Regions from separate parts of the Mus musculus genome. Here region 2 is linked to region 1. Evidence: chromatin contacts called from public HiChIP or PLAC-seq data. All regions are on one chromosome and are shown on one strand. The core of a region is the stretch at or near the end of the contact, and the rest is flanking DNA. Distances in the headings are between cores, read along the strand shown. Region 1 holds the start of Nifk (nucleolar protein interacting with the FHA domain of MKI67). Region 2 overlaps Clasp1 (CLIP associating protein 1).

The links. HiChIP or PLAC-seq counts read pairs in DNA pulled down with a chosen protein or histone mark.
Region 2: an H3K4me3 HiChIP or PLAC-seq map of embryonic stem cells shows a contact between it and region 1, with 3 times the contacts expected there. The contact joins the enhancer-like site here to the promoter of Nifk in region 1. A contact is called at or near these places in 8 of 39 promoter capture datasets (the 3T3-L1 cell line, the C10 cell line, cranial neural crest and 5 more), 24 of 484 Hi-C or Micro-C datasets (CD4 T cells, CD8 T cells, the G1E-ER4 cell line and 14 more), 10 of 115 datasets of contacts at active chromatin or transcription factors (the 230-238 cell line, the SCID.adh cell line, bone marrow-derived macrophages and 3 more) and 4 of 9 other capture datasets (adipose tissue, embryonic stem cells, liver and 1 more).

The regions. Positions count from the first base shown.
Region 1 is chr1:118,319,880-118,323,369 of GRCm38.p6, reverse strand. Nifk (nucleolar protein interacting with the FHA domain of MKI67) reads right to left here and starts at 1,527. Exons shown (of 7, transcript NM_026472.4): 1 at 1,373-1,527. The coding sequence starts at 1,477.
Region 2 is chr1:118,401,048-118,404,537 of GRCm38.p6, reverse strand. All of the region lies in intron 1 of Clasp1 (CLIP associating protein 1), which reads right to left. Among named protein-coding and RNA genes, the nearest start is that of Clasp1, 14 kb to the right of the region's middle. Within about 2 kb of position 1,792, at least 28 of the 459 cell types and tissues checked have an H3K27ac peak or open chromatin away from gene starts, as enhancers often do. A contact at or near this core is called in the G1E-ER4 cell line, embryonic stem cells and trophoblast stem cells, where this site is marked.

The DNA of each region.
Region 1 (3,490 bases), core at 278-2,777:
TTACCATTCCATAACCTCAGAGTAAATTAATTCTAATGTCTTTTTCTTTTTTTTGAGACAGAGTTTCTTTGGGTAGCCCCAGCTGTCCTGGAGCTAGCTTTGTAGACCAGGCTAGGCTCAAACTCACACAGATCCACCTGCCCCTGCTTCCTGAGTGCTAAGATTAAAGGTGTGTGTCCCCGCCACCCAGCTTCCTAAAGTCCTTTCAGAGGCTAGGTGGAGATCTGCCTGCCTCTGCCTCTCCAACACTAGGATTGAAGGTAAAAGTCACCTTGCCTGGCCTGCAACAAATTTTCAACACCATTCTTTCCCCTTGGTCCAGGAACAAACTCATAACTCTATCAGGGCAGAAACTGAAAAACTCCGTGTTTGGTATCTCTCTTCCCTTAAGCACTTGCTGAGCAAGGCTGAGGCCTGAGTTCAATCACACAGAGCCACAGACTCTGCAAGAGACAGACTCCCACACACGCACGCACCATGATGCACACCAAGGCACACATATGTCCACACCCACCTGTCCCTACAAAACAGTCAGCACAACATGTGTTCAAGAGCTAAATGGACAAGCAAGTAACAGTCTGTCATGTTCAGAGTAACACTGTGAAACCAAGACCTTCAACTCCGAATGCAGTTGGCAGTTTATTACACCGAATCTTAACTGTTTCCGGTTGTTAACCTTCATGGTGCAGACTCTCCTTCTCTATCACCATACTATGACCCCAGAGAACAAGAACTTGTTTCCTGTCAGGTAGGGTACCGGGTGACCTATAGTGTATTCATGAAGTGGATATAGGGGGTTCAAGACCTCGACTGCACAGCAAATGTGAGGTGAGCTTGGGCTACAATAAACCCTATACTGACACTGTAACAAAAGCGACCCTCCCAAAAGACCCCCAGGACAACAACAATAAAAAAAGAAAAGCTGTCGTTCTCTCCAATGCACTCCATGGTGCAAACCAAAGGGACTATAAACTTCCGTTAGGGACATTGCATACAAACTGAACTCGACAGGTTGACAGGTTGAAGCCCTATTCTGAATTCTGACCCTGAGCTGTATTCTGACTCTCGATCCTCCCAGGACGTGGGCTTCGGGACGTCTACTCCGTCTTCTAAGCACTACAAACTAAGGGGACATAACACACCTTCCGAATGCTGCGGTAGACCATGAACCCTCATTTTGCAGGTCAAAGCGGAAGCGTGGCAGCTTTAACACATTCTGAGATCTGGGGGTGCCATGCTCCCACACGTGGTACCCCTCCTCCTTCACCTCACACCGATTCCTGACCTGCCTCGGTCCCCTGATTGGAACCATCGTCTCCCAGCCCGTGAGAGGTTGGCTCCCGAGCCAGCCCGGCCGCCCCGCGCCGCTCACCTTCTTCGTGCGCCCTTGGATCTGCGTCAGAGCCTTCTCAAACTGCGAGTCTTCCTGCGGGTTCAATGCCAGACTCGGCTTCGCGGGGCCTGCTAACCCAGCCATGCTGGAGAACCCGAACAAGTCAATCCACGCGGAGCCTTCGGAAGTGACGTTTCCTTCGCGTCTCGGAAGCGGAAGTAGAGGCGGAAGTGTAGCAAAAGAGCAGGCCCCGGTGTCTAGAATTGAGGCAGCTCGAGCGCCACCTACTGGCCACAAACTAAAAACATTTAAAATCGGATTAAGGCTCCGTTGGTGAAGCGCTTGTTCTCAGTCCTAGGTTTGAAACCCAGTGCCTCATAAAATGTGACTGGAGCCACGCCCCCTGCCCCCATCTGTAATCCCAACACTTGGGAGGTAGAGGCAGGAGGATCAGGAGTTCAGCGCCATTCTCATAAACATAGTTCGAAGACAGCCTGGGCTCCATGGACTCAAAAACAAATTTAAAGTCTCAAACATTAGCCATGCCCGTTGCCTGTTCATGCCAACGTGCAACAGGAAAAGCCTTCCCCTCTGTGGGCTCCTTTTGTAAACTTTGTAAACGCTCAAGCAGGAAAGTGGCCAGGCCCCTGCCTGAGGAGATCCAGTGGCCAACCTCCCCAGTCCCCCCACCCCCGCATGTTTTCCAACGTCCCTAATGGTTTTCTAACCATCCAAAAGTGGGAGAGTGGCCAGACCCTGCCCTACAAGAAAAAAATTCCACCAGTCCCCGAGGTCTCTCAAGTTCAGGACTTGAAATTCCACCAGTCCTCATCATGGAAGTCTCCACAGCATAATCCAACACCTATTTATATTTTTGATATTATACACCTGTGTCTGTGAGTGGGTATGTGTTCAGGAATTCAGATGACCATAGAGAATAATGGTGTCGGATCTCCTGAACTTGGAGTTCAGGCTGTTGAGAGATGTCCAATGTACTGGGAACTGAACTCAAGTCCTCTGGAAGAGCAGAAAATACTTTTAACTGTGAGCTATTTGTCTAGTCCCCATTTATTTTATTTTTATGCGATGAGTGTTTTGCCTGTATATGTACCCTATATGTGCAGTGCCTGCAGTGGCCAGAAGAGGGCATCAGAACACTGGAACTGGAATTAAGGACTGTGAGCTCTTGACCACAGAGCCATCTCTTGAGTTCCCTAGTAAGTTTCTTTAGGTAACACAATAGGAATTTTGAGAAAACAAAAGGAGAAGCTTGTAAGAGTTTCTTATGTTGAAACAGTTGTCTTTTCTCCATTTGTTTATTTACTTATAGATTAATTGATTGACAGGTTGATTGATTTTGTGTGTAGTGTATGCCTGTCAGTGAGTATGGGTGTGTGCACCCTTGTGCTGCATCGCATGTGTCTAGGTCAAAGGACTACTTGCTGTAGTTCTTTCCTTCCACGGTATGGGTTTTGGGGACTCAGGCTTAGTGGCAAGTGCCTTTACTTGTTGAGCCACCTTACTGACCCGGTCTGAAGATTATTTTAAGCAAAATATTTTTGAGACTCAGTGGATAAAAAAAGAAGCCCTTTATCTAAGAGAGCAACTTCTGGGGAGATGGGGCTTCCTTAAGCCCCTTTGGGGAATGTTATGACATAAGGAACACTGGAAGAGGGGCTGGAGGTGCAGGCTCAGCACAGAGCTTACCTGCCTTTTATGAAGCTCTGGCTTCTACTTCCAACTCTGAGTAAACCAACATCTAGGCAGCCAGCGATACATGAGACCCTCCCTGTCCCTACAAAAGGAGGAAGGCAATCAATGGCAAGATGGGTCTGAGGGTAAAGGCTATGGAGGTTAGGCTGAAGGCCTGAACTGGACCATAGAACCCAAATGGTAGAAGGTGAGGACCAACTCCAGCAGGCTGTCCTCTGGGGATGTCCTAGTTTTCTTTCTGTTGCTATGATAAGACAAACCAAAACCAACCTGGGGGAGAAGCAAGATTTTGTTCCTTATAGGTTAAAATCCATCATCGAGAGAAACCAAGGCAAGAACTGAAGTAGAAACCATGCAGGACCACTGCTTATTGGCTTGTTCCCAGGCTCACACTCAACCACTTTTCTTATATAACTCAGGCCATCTGTCAAAGGATGTTGGCAT
Region 2 (3,490 bases), core at 543-3,042, 81 kb before region 1:
GCTGTCTTCAGATACTCCAGAAGAGGGCATCAGATTTCCTTATGGATGGTTGTGAGCCACCATGTGGCTGCTGGGATTTGAACTTGGGACCTTTGGAAGAGCAGTCGGCGCTCTTAACCACTGAGCCATCTCGCCAGCCCAAGAATAATTCTTAATGGCAGCAGTTTTCATTAAAAGTTATTGTTTCATTAAAAGGTCTGTTCTCATTAACATACCATTTCTACATCCATTCTAGCCCTACCCTACCTTGGAAGATGTCTCACCTAGTAATTCCAGAGAGATTTTAGAGTCATTCTTCTATACAATCATTACTAAACAATTCAGCAAAATATCATTACTATACCCAAGCAAATGCTTTGGTGAGCTAGGAAATCTACTCCTAGTTCTGAAAAAAATAAAACCACAGAATGGAAAGCTTTTTCCACTGTGTTTACTTTAGAAACGAGGGTCTAGGTCGAGAGCCATGTGCTGAGCACACTCATCAGCCAAGCAACACACAGAGCACCTCCACCACTAAGACGGGGCACACTGAGAAGCACGTCTTTCCTTAGAGGGCTGCTCTCCTCGAATGGAAATTCATGCCTGAGGTGTAATAGATTAATAGAAAACAAACAATAACAATAAACTCCCACTACTTCCTGGATGAGCAAGAGGTACATGAAGATATAGCTAGAGAGCTACAGATTCAATTCAGATAAAGGCAGCCCAACCTCTCCCTAAGAAGACACAGGTGGAAAAGAAAACAGAAAGCCCCTGCTACTCTCTCTGCAGCATTCCCACTAGAGGAGTTTAAACTCATGGGAGTGGGGAGTTACACGTGCATGTGCACATATAAACATGGTGTGGAGGCCAGGGCCAATCTTGGGCATACCCTTTATTGTGTGTGTGCATGCCATAAAGGGCCTCTGGAGATCAGAGATAAAAGGACAACTTTCAGGAGATCGTTTCTCTTCTCCAAACCCAAGGACTACACTGAAGTAATCAGAATTGTGGCAAGCACCTTCACCCACGGAACTTTCTCACCAGTCCTATTCATCTGTCTGTCTGTCTGTCTGTCTCTTTGTCTATCATCCATCTATCTGTCTGTCTGCTTATCATCTATCTATTTTTGAGGTAAGATCTCTTATTGGCTAGACTGGCTGGCTAGGAGGCTCTGGGAATCCACTTGTCCACTTCCCCAACACTGGAATTACAAACTTGGGCCACCACACCTAGCTTTTCACACTTGTGTGTGTGAGAGACAGAGAGAATTCTGGAGTACACAGAAAGTACTGGAGTACACAGTACTTTACAGACAAAGTCCCCAGTCCAGAGTTTAAGCAGATGGTCAATCACTTTGTTGACTGTCCCTCAAAAGCTGTGTTTGTTCTGCTCTCTGATCTGCTGCTTAGAACTAGGAAATGAAGGAGAAGCCGGGAGTCGTGGCGCACACCTTTGATCCCAGCACTTGGGAGGCCGAGACAGGCGGATTTCTGAGTTCGAGAAGCCTGGTCTACAGAGTGAGTTCCAGGACAGCCAGGGCTACACAGAGAAACCCTGTCTTGAAAAAAAGAAAGAAAGAAAGAGAAATGATCTGTCTTTGAGTCCACTGGTAAAAAGGCTCAAAGGCACACAAACAGCACCAAAGATGACACAGGTGTTTCCCTACTCAGATGCTAAGAAATCCTGACCTGGAGTGAAACATCCTGGGAAACAAAACATCAAGGTCACACTGCAGAGCTCGGCCTCCTTCACCACATCTGGAATGTGGGTTTCGAAAAGGGCTCCCGAGGGAAGATTGTCACCAGGACGAGTAACACTAGACACTCGTGAGCACTAAAGAGCACAGTAAGGGAAACAGGATCACAGGCCCCGACCGGGAGAGAGAGAAAGCAGACACGCCTTCCCTAGCTCAGCTTTGGAATGTCCAGACAAAACACTTTGCTCATGCTGTTTACTCCATTTTGGTAGAAAAACACAGACTTCATTGCAAAAAAGGAAAATAAATTTGAAACTCAGTATTTATTTAAAATGAAACTGGTTAGGGTAGGAAAAAAAAGTGAAAAATCAAATACAGAATCACCCCCTAATTTTTGACAGAGTCTCACCATGTAGCCCAGACTGACCTTGAACTCAAACTCCTCTGCTTCTGCTTCCTGAGTGTAAGACTAGAGACATATAACACCATATCTACCATATATCACCCTGTGATCATTAATATTTATAGTCAGTTTCATAGGTCCTAGAATCCGATAGGAAATAAATCTCAGGGCACATCTATGGGGAACGGTCTATCTTTGGTTAACTGGTACGGGAAGGTCTTGACCCTGAATGTGGTCAGCACCGTTCCATGAGCTGGATAGAAAGGGAAAAGAGATGCCTCTGGGAGTAAAAGTGCCTGCCACCAAGCATGACAACCTGAGTTCCATTCCTAGGACCCCACATGGTGGAAGGAGAGCTCTGACTCCTGAAAGTTGTCCTCTGACCTCTACAAGTGTGCTGTGACTTGAGTGTTGCTAGCTTTGACCCCACCCCACCCCCACAAAGTAAAATAACTAAAAATGCAATAAAAATTCTAATTAAAAAGTGGGAGATGAAAAACAAGGTAGGCAGGGGCTTTTATCTACTTACTAACAGTAGGCTGCACCCCATGAGCACCTGCCTCCTGCTCTGGCGGCCATGCCTTTCCCTCCCTAGCGGACTGTTGAGATACACACTTCCTCCCTTGGTTGCTTGACTTTGTCTAAGCAACAAGGAAAGTACTCCCCAGCCAAACCTTACATCAGTTTTGCAGTCAGGAATAAAACGTATTTCCTAGTATACTATCTAACATGTTTAACCAAATAGTAGGTCATTTCACAAATTCCTAAAACCTATCATTGATTCCAACATTTCAAAATATGACTTAACAGGAACAGTTAAAAATCTTGAAGAGCTGTGGTGGTGCACGCCTTTAATCCCAGCACTTGGGAGGCAGAGGCAGGCAGAGCTCTGAGTTTGAGGCCAGTCTGGACTACAGAGCTAGTTCCAGGACAGCCAGGGCTACACAGAAAAACCCTACCTCAGAAAACAAAAATGAAACAAATAATAAATAAAACAAACAAACAAACAAACAAACAAGAGGCAATGAAATAAAAGTCCAAAGCAAAATATAAAAGTTACTGAGAGAGAGCACACACAGGAACGTTAAAGTTTAAGCCAGTTAGTGCTCTGCAAATGTTGCTGGGGTGACTGGCTCCCCGCATGTAGAATCATCATCATGGATCTGCTACATCACACTGTACAAAAAGCAACTCAAAACTCGTCAAGATGCTGAGCAGATGAGCTCAGGCTTAGGGGAGGGAGGGAAGAACGAAATCTGAAAATTTTAAATCTAAGAAGAAGCCGGGTGTGGTGGCGCACGCCTTTGATCCCAGCACTCGGGAGGCAGAGGCAGGCGGATTTCTGAGTTGGAGGCCAGCCTGGTCTACAGAGTGAGTTCCAGGACAGCCAAGGCTACACAGAGAAACCC